Regions from separate parts of the Sus scrofa genome. Here region 1 is linked to region 2. Evidence: chromatin contacts called from public Hi-C data. All regions are on one chromosome and are shown on one strand. The core of a region is the stretch at or near the end of the contact, and the rest is flanking DNA. Distances in the headings are between cores, read along the strand shown. Region 1 holds the start of PHF13 (PHD finger protein 13). Region 2 holds the start of ZBTB48 (telomere zinc finger-associated protein).

Evidence for each region. A called contact is a pair of places that touch in the nucleus more often than the background predicts.
Region 1: a contact with region 2 is called in a Hi-C map of skeletal muscle, with 2.7 times the contacts expected there. The contact joins the promoter of PHF13 here to the promoter of ZBTB48 in region 2. A contact is called at or near these places in 1 of 5 promoter capture datasets (fetal liver), 9 of 47 Hi-C or Micro-C datasets (alveolar macrophages, blood, embryonic fibroblasts and 5 more) and 2 of 2 datasets of contacts at active chromatin or transcription factors (alveolar macrophages and skeletal muscle).

What each region holds. Positions count from the first base shown.
Region 1 is chr6:67,442,486-67,447,999 of Sscrofa11.1, forward strand. It overlaps PHF13 (PHD finger protein 13), which reads left to right and starts at 3,475. Exons shown (of 5, transcript XM_021095267.1): 1 at 3,475-3,847. The coding sequence starts at 3,809.
Region 2 is chr6:67,409,150-67,414,683 of Sscrofa11.1, forward strand. ZBTB48 (telomere zinc finger-associated protein) reads left to right here and starts at 1,409. Exons shown (of 12, transcript XM_003127543.5): 1 at 1,409-1,489; 2 at 1,995-2,761; 3 at 3,230-3,477. The coding sequence starts at 2,072. TAS1R1 (taste receptor type 1 member 1) reads left to right here. Exons shown (of 6, transcript XM_013988748.2): 6 at 1-1,087. The coding sequence ends at 824. LOC110261086 (a long non-coding RNA gene) reads right to left here and starts at 1,266. Exons shown (of 3, transcript XR_002344877.1): 1 at 587-1,266.

The DNA.
Region 1 (5,514 bases), core at 2,225-4,724, 35 kb after region 2:
CGCGTTGGATCTCTGGCCTGGGAATGTCCATATGCTACAAGTGCAACTAAACAAAAAAAGGAAATAACTATTGTATATCTTTTCTAAGCAAGAGTTACCACTGTCTTGTGACACAATCCAAGTTTGGAATTATCTTTTCTTAGTGTGACTGAGTGGTCCAATACAGGTCTCTGAATTATAGGCGCTCTGTTGTCAGTATTATTACGAAAAAATTCTTCTTCCTCTTCTTCTTTTTTTTTTTTTTTTGTTTTTTTAGGGCCACACCTGAGGCACATGTAAGTTCCCAGGCTAGAGGGTCGAATCACAGCTGTAGCTGCTGGCCTACACCACAGCCAACACCAGATCCTCGACCCACTAAGTGAGCTCAGGGGTCAACCCTGTGTCCTCCTGGATACTAGACAGATTTGTTTCTGCTGAGCCACGACAGCAACTCCATGAACAAGTTCTTTATTTCAGTTTCTTAATGGGGGGGATTTAATGTTTATTTTTTAATTAATTTATTTTTTTGTCTTTTTGCCTTTTCTAGGGCTGCTCCCACAGCACATGGAGGTTCCCAGGCTAGGAGTCTAATCGGAGCTGTAGATGCCGGCCTCCAGCACAGCCACAGCAACGCAGGATCTGAGCCGAGTCTGCAACCTACACCACAGCTCACAGCAACACCGGGTCCTTAACCCACTGAGCAAGGCCGGGGATCGAATCTGCATCCTCATGGTTCCTGGTCAGATTCGTTAACCACTGAGCCACGACAGGAACTTCCTTAATGTTTATGATGTGAAAAATTATACTATAGGGAATAATGATCAGTTTTTTTTTTTTTTTTTTTTGTCTTTTCTGGGGCCACACCCTTGGCATATGGAAGTTCCCAGGCTAGGGGTCTAATCAGAGCTGTAGCCACCGGCCTACACCAGAGCTGCAGCAATGCTCCATCCGAGCCGCGTCTGCAACCTACACCACAGCTCATGGCAATGCCGGATCGTTAACCCACTGAGCAAGGGCAGGGATCAAACCTGCAACCTCATGGTTCCTAGTCGGATTCGTTAACCACTGCGCCACAATGGGAACTCCCTCTTTCGCATTCTTTTCCATCACGGTCTATCCCAGTTCCCTGCGCTGTATAGCAGCACCTTATTTATCCATTCTCAATGTAATAGTCTGCCTCTATTAACCCCAAGCTCCCAGTCCACCCCAGTCCCTTCCCTCTCTCCCTTGGCGACCGACCACAAGTCTGTTCTGTTTGTTTCTGTTTTGTAGATAGGTTTATTTGTGTCGTGTTTTAGGTTGCACATATAAGTGGTATCATATGGTATTTTTCTGACTTACTTAGTGTGACAATCTCTAGTCACATTCACATTGCTGCAAATAGCATGACTTTTAGTTTTTTTTTTATGGCCGAATAGTATTCCAGTGTATACATTAACCACATCTTCTTTAGGCATTCATCTGTTGATGGACATTTAGGTTGTTTCCATGTCCTGGCTATTGTGAATAGTGCTGCTATGAAAATAGGGGTACATGATTCTTTTTAGGGCCACACCCGAGGTATATGGAGGTTCCCAGGCTAGGGGTCGAATCGGGAGCTGTAGCCGCTGGCCGACGCCATACCCACAGCAACACCAGATCCAAGCTGTGCCTTCGACCTACAACACAGCTCACAGCAGCACCGGGTCCTTAACCGAGGTCAGGTATTAAACCTGTATGCTCATGGATGTTAGTCAGATTCGTTTCTGCTGTGCCATGACAGTAACTCCCACATGTACCTTTTTGAATTACAGTTTTGTCCAGGTATATTCCCAGCAATGGGATTGCTGGATCATAAGGTAATTCTATGCTTAGTTGAAATAGTATTTTATTTCTGCTTTTTAGGGCCGCACTAACGGCACATGGAAGTTCCTAGGCGAGGGGTCACATCCTAGTTAAAGCTGCTGGCCTACACCACAGCCACAGGAACTTGGGATTTGAGCTGCATCTGTGACCTGCACCACAGATCATGGCAATGCTGGATCCTTAACCCACTGAGCGAGGCCAGGGATCGAGCCCGCATCCTCACGGATGTTAGTCTGGCTCGTTACCACTGAGCCACCATCAGAACTTCCAAAATAACTTTTAAAAAGTAGCAAGGGTAAACTACTATTATGGGGCAAGCTAAACAATTTATAGCTCAAGTAATTGAGGCTTGGAGACGTATTTCTAAGATAAATCCAGTCTCTTAACTACGAAATGTTTCCATCAGAATTCTCTTAACCAACCAATCAGCAAGAGTCAACCAATGGAGCAGTCACTCCCTTGGGAATTATCCGCAGCTTTTAGGGGTTCTTCCAATCAGTGTTCTGATTTAGCACAGGATGACTTGAATTTAAAAATTTATGTCATTTCTCTTTAACAGTTGTCTTTGAAACTACCAAATACGTTATCGAATCATTTGCAGTTTGTATTTTTTTTCTTTTAAATGGTTATGAAAAACATTCAAGCACCTCAGGCCTCCGCACGGTCACTTTATCAAAACAGTTTAATTTTCAACTAAGTGTTCAGAGTCTATCAATCTTCAACACCAAAGTCGTAAAATACTCCAGCGTCCAGCATTTAAACACGGCCAACTCCTCAATTAAATATCAATTAAAAAAAGTCAACGTCAATACCAAATATCTCTATCAGGTTTTCGCCTCCCTCCCAATGTCGTAAACCTGTGAGGAATCTATTCGGGAACGAATTCAAGGTAAAGTGAGAAAACGAGCGGTCCCAAGGTTAGGCAAGAAGAAAAAAAAAAGGAATTTAAAGCCAACATCTTCCCAAACACTGGTAGTACCGGCATAGTTTTTGAAAAATGCGGTGGTAATCCGACCACCCGAGGTGCTTCCTACGGGGAGTCAGGCAGTCCGACCCCCGCTCGGCCTCGGTCCGGCCGTCCCCGACCCCCGGGCGAGCTGGAACCGGCCAGAAACCCGCAGCCGCCAAAACAAGTTCGCTCAGCGGACCTGAGGCGCGGGGGGGGGGGGGGGCGGCAACGACGTCAGCACCCCCCGCCCCCGCCCGGACGCGGTGACCCCAGCCCCACAAAGGGGCACAGACCCCGAGTCCCAAAGGAAAAGAGAGGGGGCGCTAGCCGCTGCCGCCCATCGCGACCGAGGCCGTCAGCGCCGCCCCCACCCGCCGCGGCGACCCCTGACCTCCCTCGCCCCCGCAGAGACCGAGGCGCTGTCTCTCGCGCCACCCCTCCCCCATCGCCGAGCCGGCGCGAGCCCCCGCACCTCCCCCGTTCCGGCGGCCTCAGGTCCCGGAGCCACCGCCTCCGTAGACCGGGCAGTTGCCCCAGAGCTCTGTGGGGATTGGAGTCCTCGAGGTGGCCTTTGTGTGCCTCAGCCGTGGGGCTGGAAACTACGAATCCCACAATGCCCCGCGCCCGCCCCCGCGCCCCGCCCCCTCGCCGTCGGCTTTCCGTACGCCTCTAGACTACATTTCCCGAAAGGCCTCGCGGCTCTCCCGCCCTCCCTCCCGAGACACGAGCCGAACTGGGCGTCAGGTCGGGGAGCCGGTCGGGTTCCCGCTCGCCGCCGCCGCCGCCGCCGCCCCCCGCAGCGACTCTCCCGCCTCTCCAGTCGCGTTGGTCGTGGGGAGCTGCATCAACAACTCTGCTCGGCTGTGGAGCCGCCTGCCCGAGAGCACAGTGACTGGGACGCGACACGCCGAGCCCCCCATCATCTCTAGTCAGGGCGACCCCTCCCGGGTCCGCCCTCGCCCTGCGCGGCCCCCGCGACTCGGCGCCCGCATCCCGGCCCCTGCACTCCCGCGGCCGCCGCCCCCCACCCTGAACATGGACTCCGACTCCTGCGCCGCCGCTTTCCACCCGGAGGTGAGTGAGAGCTGCGTCTGGGCAGCCCCCGACCACCCTCACCCCGTCTTGTGCTCTCGGAGCCGGACCCTCGCCGGCCGAGCGCCTCTCTCCCCTCCCCCAGCTATCCCTCGTCTCCCCCCACCCCGGGCGCCCAACCCCGCCCCCCACTCGGGCCCGCGCCCGCTCTTCCCCGCCGGTCTTCTCCTCGGCGTCCCTTCCGCGGGCGTCCGCGTCCTCTCGGCGCCCCTTCCCCCGATGTACCGTGCCCACTCCTCCCCGGCCTCGCGTAGCCCGGGGACCTGTCGGCGCCCCCGGCCCCTCCCTGCCGGCCTGGCTTACCCCTTCCCCGCCCCCGGGGACTCGGCCCGAGACCCCGCAGCTCCGCGCTCCCGCTTCTCGGAGGAATCCCCCACCCCCTCCCGCAGGGGCTCGCGGCCCCCCTCAGACGGGGACTCTGCTCCCCGCGCCCCCGCCTTCTCCCCTAATCCCCCGGGCCTTGTGGCCCGCGCCCCGCCCCCTAACTCCCGTTCGGCCTCCGCCCCCTCCGGCCGGGGAGGTGTGGGGGGGAGTACTCGTCCTTCGGGGTCCCCACCCTTGCGGGGGCCCGAGCGGTGCTCCCACCCCCGGCGCGCTCGCCTCCCCCTCCGGGGCCCCCGCCCCCGGGCTCTGCTCGCCCCGCCCCGGCTCCCCCTCCTTCCGGGGATCGGCCCTCGGTTCTCCCGGCCAGAGCCCCCCCCTCCTCCGGCGCCCCCGCCGCGGTCCCCTCCCCCTCCCGAGGCCCGCCGAGTCCGGGGTGCGGGTCCGGCAGCAGGCGGGTGGGGGAGGGGAGGCGGCGCCGGGCGCGCTCTCCCGCGGCGCTGCCGCCTCGGGGGCTCGCGGGCCTGCCCGCCTGGGTCCCCGAATCCTGGCCGGCTCTGCGCGGCCCCTTCCCCCCTGGCTGGGCCCCGCACCTTCCGGGGCCGAGTGTCAGCGGGGGGCGGCTTCCGCGGGAGGGCGGGGAAGGGGCCGCACCGCCATCTGCTTTTCCTAAAGGCGGCGGGGCGCGGGCGGCGGGCGCGGTGGGGGCGGCGCGGGTTCCCCGCCCTGGGCCCGAGGGCGCCGCCGCCTTGCACTCTTGGTCTGGGCTGCTGATCCACTTATATACGTTCCCCGCCGAAATAAAAGTTCTCCCCGAGAGTTTGAGGGCCGCAGTCCTCCCACCCACCCGGCGGGAGGGAGGGCGGCCACTTCTTCCCGGGCGTGGGGGCAGGATCTCCTCGGCGCAGGAAGCAAGGGGTACCGCGCGGAGTCTGGCGCGCCGCTGACCTGCCCCCCCCCCCCCCCCGCCCCAGGGTCCGGGCGGCCGAGCGGGTGGTGGGAAGAAGGTGGTTTGCTACCACCGAGGGGAGAAAGTAAGTGGAGCCCTTGGAAGGAGACCTGCGGGCCGCGCTGCTCTCTGGGCACTCGGTGCTGCGGCGGGGCCGGGTGGGGCGGGCCCAGGAGCCCACCCCCCTCACTTCCTCCCCTGCCTGCACCCTGGTGGGGAGTGGGCCCCTAGGTTCTGGACCTTAGGTTAGCGCCTGAGGGTGGGGTTGGAATGGGTGATAAAATGATTAAAGAAAATCTCAGTGAATTCGCTGGGCGCATGAACCGTAGCGAGGCACAGTTGTTTTGTTTAGTAGCAAATCAGAGCTTTTTCTCCTTGA
Region 2 (5,534 bases), core at 159-2,658:
GGGTGCTGCTAGCAGCTAACACGATGTTGCTGCTGCTGGTGGCTGGGACTGCTGGCCTGTTTGCTTGGTACCTAGACACCCCTGTGGTGAGGTCCGCTGGGGGCAGAATGTGCTTCCTCATGCTGGGCTCCCTGGCAGGGGGCAGCTGCGGCCTCTATGGCTTTTTTGGGGAGCCCATGCTGCCCACATGCTTGCTGCGCCAAGGCCTCTTTGCCCTTGGTTTTGCCATCTTCCTGTCCTGCCTGACAATCCGCTCTTTCCAACTTGTCTTCATCTTCAAGTTTTCTGCCAAGATGCCCACATTCTTTCACGCGTGGGTCCAAAACCATGGTGCTGGCCTGTTTGTGGTGATCAGCTCGATAACCCAGCTGCTTATCTGTCTGGTTTGGCTGGCAGTGTGGACCCCACTGCCCACCAGGGAATACCAGCGCTTCCCACAGCTGGTGGTGCTTGACTGCACAGAAGCGAATTCACTGGGCTTAAGGCTGGCTTTCACCTACAACGGTCTCCTCTCGGTCAGCGCCTTTGCCTGCAGCTACCTGGGTAAGGACCTGCCAGAGAACTACAATGAGGCCAAATGTGTTACCTTCAGCCTGCTCCTCAACTTCGTGTCCTGGATCACCTTCTTCACCGTGGCCAGTGTCTACCAGGGCAAGTACCTGGCCGCCGTCAACGTGTTTGCCATGCTGAGCAGCCTGAGTGGAGGCTTCAGCGGTTATTTCCTCCCCAAATGCTATATCATCCTGTGCCGCCCAGATCTCAACAGCACGGAGCACTTCCAGGCCTCCATCCAGGACTACAGCAGGCGCTGTGGCTCCACCTGACCACTGGTTCGGGGAGGGCCAAGCAGGAGCAGGGTGGACTTGAAGTCTCCGCTGCCCAGAGGGTCACAGGTGGAGCAGGGTGCTCAGGACCTGGTGTGTCCGGGAGGTCTTTGGGCTCCTCAGCCTTAGCTTGGGAAGTATAAACCCAGGCTAAAGTTCAGTCTGGGCTCCGCCAGCCGCCAATGAAGAGGTGAAATGGGCAGAGCCTCCTTGCCTGCCCGCTTGCATCTCTCACAAGCGTCCTACCTTAATAAATCTATTTCTCGCCTTAAAAACAAAAAAAAAGAGGTGAGATGTGCGTCTTAGCTGCGTCTTCCTCTCTAGGGCGAGGGTGGGGCGCTGCCTCTTCAAGTCTGGGGGCGCCAGGCGGGGATAAGCGCAGCCGAAACCTCGCGACTTCGCCAGCGTGAGTCCAAATCCCAGCCGCCAGCTTGGCGTTGCTAGGCAACTCTGGGACGCGGGCCCAGAGCCGAGGGAACAGGGCTAGTCCCGCCTCTCCTCGCATCCCATTGGCTGTTCTCTAAGTGGTACCGCCTCCAGGGGCCGGAGGCAAAGACCTGCTCCTCCGAGGCGTCCCGCCCAGGCCGGCGCGCCCTGACGTCACGTCCGGCGGCGGCGGCGGCGGCGACGGCGGCGTCGGCGTCTCTGCACGGCCGGCAGTGCACGTACGGTTCGGGCAGTTGGTTAGTGGGGCTGTATGGGCGACTTGGCCTGGGGCCGGTGGGGAGGCCCGGCCTGGGTGAGGAGGTCCGGGGACACGGGGCGAGGGAGGGGGCTGTGGGCCGCGGTGGCCGCTGACGGAGTATGACCGCGGCCGCCTTCCGGGACGTGTGGGCGCGGCGTGGGCTCTGTTCACCTGTCCGCAGCCGCCGCCCTCCCCTGTCTCGGGTCCTCTCGCTGCGCCCGGCTGATCAGTTTGCGCTGATCCTTCGCCTCTTTTCCCAAACTTTTGATTTCCTCCCACCAGCACCCCTTCACGACTCGGTCCCCACCTAGTCCGTCTGCACCTCCACCACCCACTCTGGCCACCCCCAGTGATGGGCTGCTTACTTGGCCCCCGCCCCCAGGAAGACTTTCAGTTCCTGTGTCCGCTTGCATCTTCTATCTCGGCTGAGCCTCATTGAAATAAATAACTGAGTAGAGTCCCTCCTCCCCTTCCCCTCTTCTCAGATCCAGAGGCTTTCTCTTGCTACCCTGGTTTGGACTGGTGAGGGTGTCACTGCGGCCTTTCTCCCCTGCAAAGGACCATGGACGGCTCCTTCGTCCAGCACAGTGTGAGGGTTCTGCAGGAGCTCAACAAGCAGCGGGAGAGGGGCCAGTACTGCGATGCCACCTTGGACGTGGGGGGCCTGGTGTTCAAGGCACACTGGAGTGTTCTTGCTTGCTGCAGCCACTTCTTCCAGAGCCTCTATGGGGATGGCTCAGGGGGCAGTGTGGTCCTCCCCGCTGGCTTCGCAGAGATCTTTGGCCTCCTGTTGGACTTTTTCTACACTGGTCACCTTGCTCTGACCTCAGGGAACCGGGATCAGGTGCTCTTGGCAGCCAGGGAGTTGCGAGTGCCCGAGGCTGTAGAGCTGTGCCAGAGCTTCAAGCCCAAAACCTCAGTGGGACAGGTGCCAAGCGGCCAGAGTGGACTGGGAAAAGCTGGCCCCCGGGATGTGAACAGCCACCTCAAGGAGCCAGCAGGCTTGGAGGAAGAGGACGTGTCGCGGACTCTGGGTCAGGTCCCCAGGGATCAGGAGCTCAGTGGCAGTCCCAGCCCCCAGAGGCCCCAGCTCGGTCTCCCTGCTCAGAGCGAGAACCCCTCCTTCCTCCGTGGGAAACTCAAGCAGGCCCTGAAGCTTCATCCCTCCGAGGACAAGGAGCCTGAGGATTGCAAAGTGCCCCCAAGGCCCTTCGAGGCTGAAGGTGTCCAGCTGCAGGGCGGGAGTAATGAGGTACCATGCCCAGGGTGCTGGAAACGGGGAGGCAGGAGTAGGGAGAAGACATCCACACTTCTTTGGGGAAAGTGTGACTGCGGGATAACCTAGACCCTAAGGCCGAATCTGTTTGGTGGGTTTGGAACAGGTTTTCTCCGAATCTAAGAAGCCGGCTCCATTCTGCAGCCTCAGGCTGATCTGTTGGCGAGTCGTGTCGGTGGTTGCCAGCTTCTTGGGGTGGAGTGGGCACATCCGGTCTTTCCCCAAGGTAGTGAAATCCAGGCAAACCCCCAGTTACCCACCAGTAGCTCAACTGTCCTCCAAATCCAGGATTCGGATGCTGCCTGCCCTGGGCCCTTGAAGGGAGCAGTCACTAATGAAGCCTGGATTGGGACTTAGAAGGGGCCTGGGTGGAGCTGGCTGCCCTGTAGATCCACCACCAGAACCATTGTGGATTAATTTGGTAACCTTGCTCTTCTGCTCTAGTGGGAAGTGGTGGTTCAGGTTGAGGACGACGGGGATGGCGATTACGTTTCTGAGACTGAGACTGAGGCTGTGCCAACCAGGAGGAAATCAAACGTAGTGAGAAAGCCCTGTGCTGCTGAGCCGGCCCTGAGCACAGGCTCCCTGGCAGCCGAGCCTGCCGAGGACAGAAAAGGTACAGCGGTGCCGGTCGAATGCCCCACATGTCATAAAAAGTTCCTCAGCAAATATTATCTAAAAGTTCACAACAGGTAAACGTTCTGTTTTTCTATTTTCTTTTCCCATCTGCTGTTCCCGTGTTGGGGGAGGGGGCCTGCGCTCCCCACTTCTGGGCTGTGTGGTGGCCAGGGGCTCCGTTTGAGACCTACATAGCGCCTGGCATTGGCATCCCCTGACCCCTGGGGCGTGAGAACCTGACCTTGGTGCCTTCCTTCCCCGCTCCCTCCTGGGAGCCCTCTGCTTGGAGTGGGTTTGTGGACACCTTAGCAATAGGTTGCACCCAGCATGGACCTTGACCTCCAGCTGGCTTCTGCCAATGGCATGAGTGAAGCTGGTGGCCCCGCGCTGTGGCTGAGGCCTGACTGTGGGTATTTCTAAAGCCCGGCAGTGTGGGCTTTGGGCCAAGGTATGGATCTTGACGGTTGGTGCCGCCTGCCTGTATGGGGCTAGGTCAGCTCTGAGGTGTCGGCAAAGCATTAAAGACCATTTGTCTACAGCTGCAGTGTCTGATAAGGTCATCAGATGCCCTGTGAAGCTATTTTAACTGAAAAGTAATTGAACTTGGGAGTTTCCTGGTGGTCTAGTGGTTAGGACCTGGTGCTTGCACTGCTGCAGCCTGGGTTCAGTCCTTGTGCTGGGAGCTGAGATTCCACATCAGGTGGCTGCACACTTTGCCCCCCGCCCCCAAAAGAAAGAAATTAAAATTAAGTGAGTTCAGTTCCATGGTCACATTTCAAGGGCTCAGTAGTCATATGTGGCCCCAGCTGCTGCCGATGCAACAGCCCAGACATAGGATGTTTCCGTCCTCCCAGGAGGTCATCTAGGAAGTCTGCTCCAGAGGCTCTGCGAGGCCTCCAGGGATGGCAACTAGGTGACATGCCTTTCACTCCTGCCCTCCCCAGCCCAGGGGGCCACTCATCCACCAGGGCGCGATTTCTCGCCCAGCTGGGTTGGGCCGTCCACACTTCCGTAGTGTGACACTTGGGGACACCTCTAGGGACTCAATGGAGTTGGAAGTGGGGGCAAAGCCCATTTGCTCTCCCTGCTTTGGGGCAGCTGCTGCCAGGGAGTCTTTGGGGAGGTCGCCCTGGGGTGAGCCCTGTCTGCCTGGACACTCCCCCAGTGTAAGGTTTGGCTGCAGCACTGGCCCTGAGAACTGGAGGGGTGATGGCCTCCTGAGGTCATGGCGATGGGGGACAAGGACCGTCAGTATAGCAGTGGAGGATGAGAGGAGTGTGGCCCCTGGCAGGTCACAAGTGCTCTCCCGGTGATGCTCACGTGCTCCGAGGTCAGAGTTCATTTAGTTCATCCAGGGAGCTCTCTGCCAGGCGCCTGGAGCTTGGGATACCTGAGTGAACAGAACAAAGAGGCTTTGTGGAGCTTGGCTTCCAGCAGGGCCATGAGACTGTGAGCTACCAGATAGGAGACTTTGCAGTGTGATAAAGGGCTGGAAGTGCCACGGAGCAAAGGAAAAGGACTGCAGTGCCAGGGGGCTGGGAGCTCAGGGTGGGGTCAGGTTGCAGCAAGAGACCATCCAGCAGACTCAGAGGAAGAGAGGCAGGTGGTCTCATGGATGGCTGCGGGCAGCGATCTGGGCTGGAGGGGTGCTGGAGGCTCTGGGGTGGGTGGCAGGGAGGCCAGCCAGGTGAGGGGCAGGGGGGCAGTGCCCTCACGGGCCCTCAGGCCTCTCTCAGGGTGAGAGGGGAAGCCTTAGAGGGTTGTTGGCAAGGGGGTGAGATCTGATCATACTTGTGGGCCTGTCTCGCTCGTGAAGTGAAAAACTCTCAGCAGGCAGACTGGACCCAGGGCCTGCGTGGCTGCCCTAGGGAGTAGCGTGGAGGCTAGGTGAGGTGGTCAAGTTCTGGCCATGGTTTTTTTTTTTTTTTTTTTCTTCTTTTTTGGCCACCCCATGGCATCTGGAGTTCCCGGGGCGGGGATCAGATCCAAGCTGCAGTCTTGACCTAAGCCGCAGCTGTGGCAACGCTGGATCCTTAACCCACTGTGCCGGGCCAGGGATTGAACTTGCGTCCCTGTGCTCCTAAGATGCTGCCGATCCTGTTGCACCCCAGCTGGAACTCCCTGGCTATGG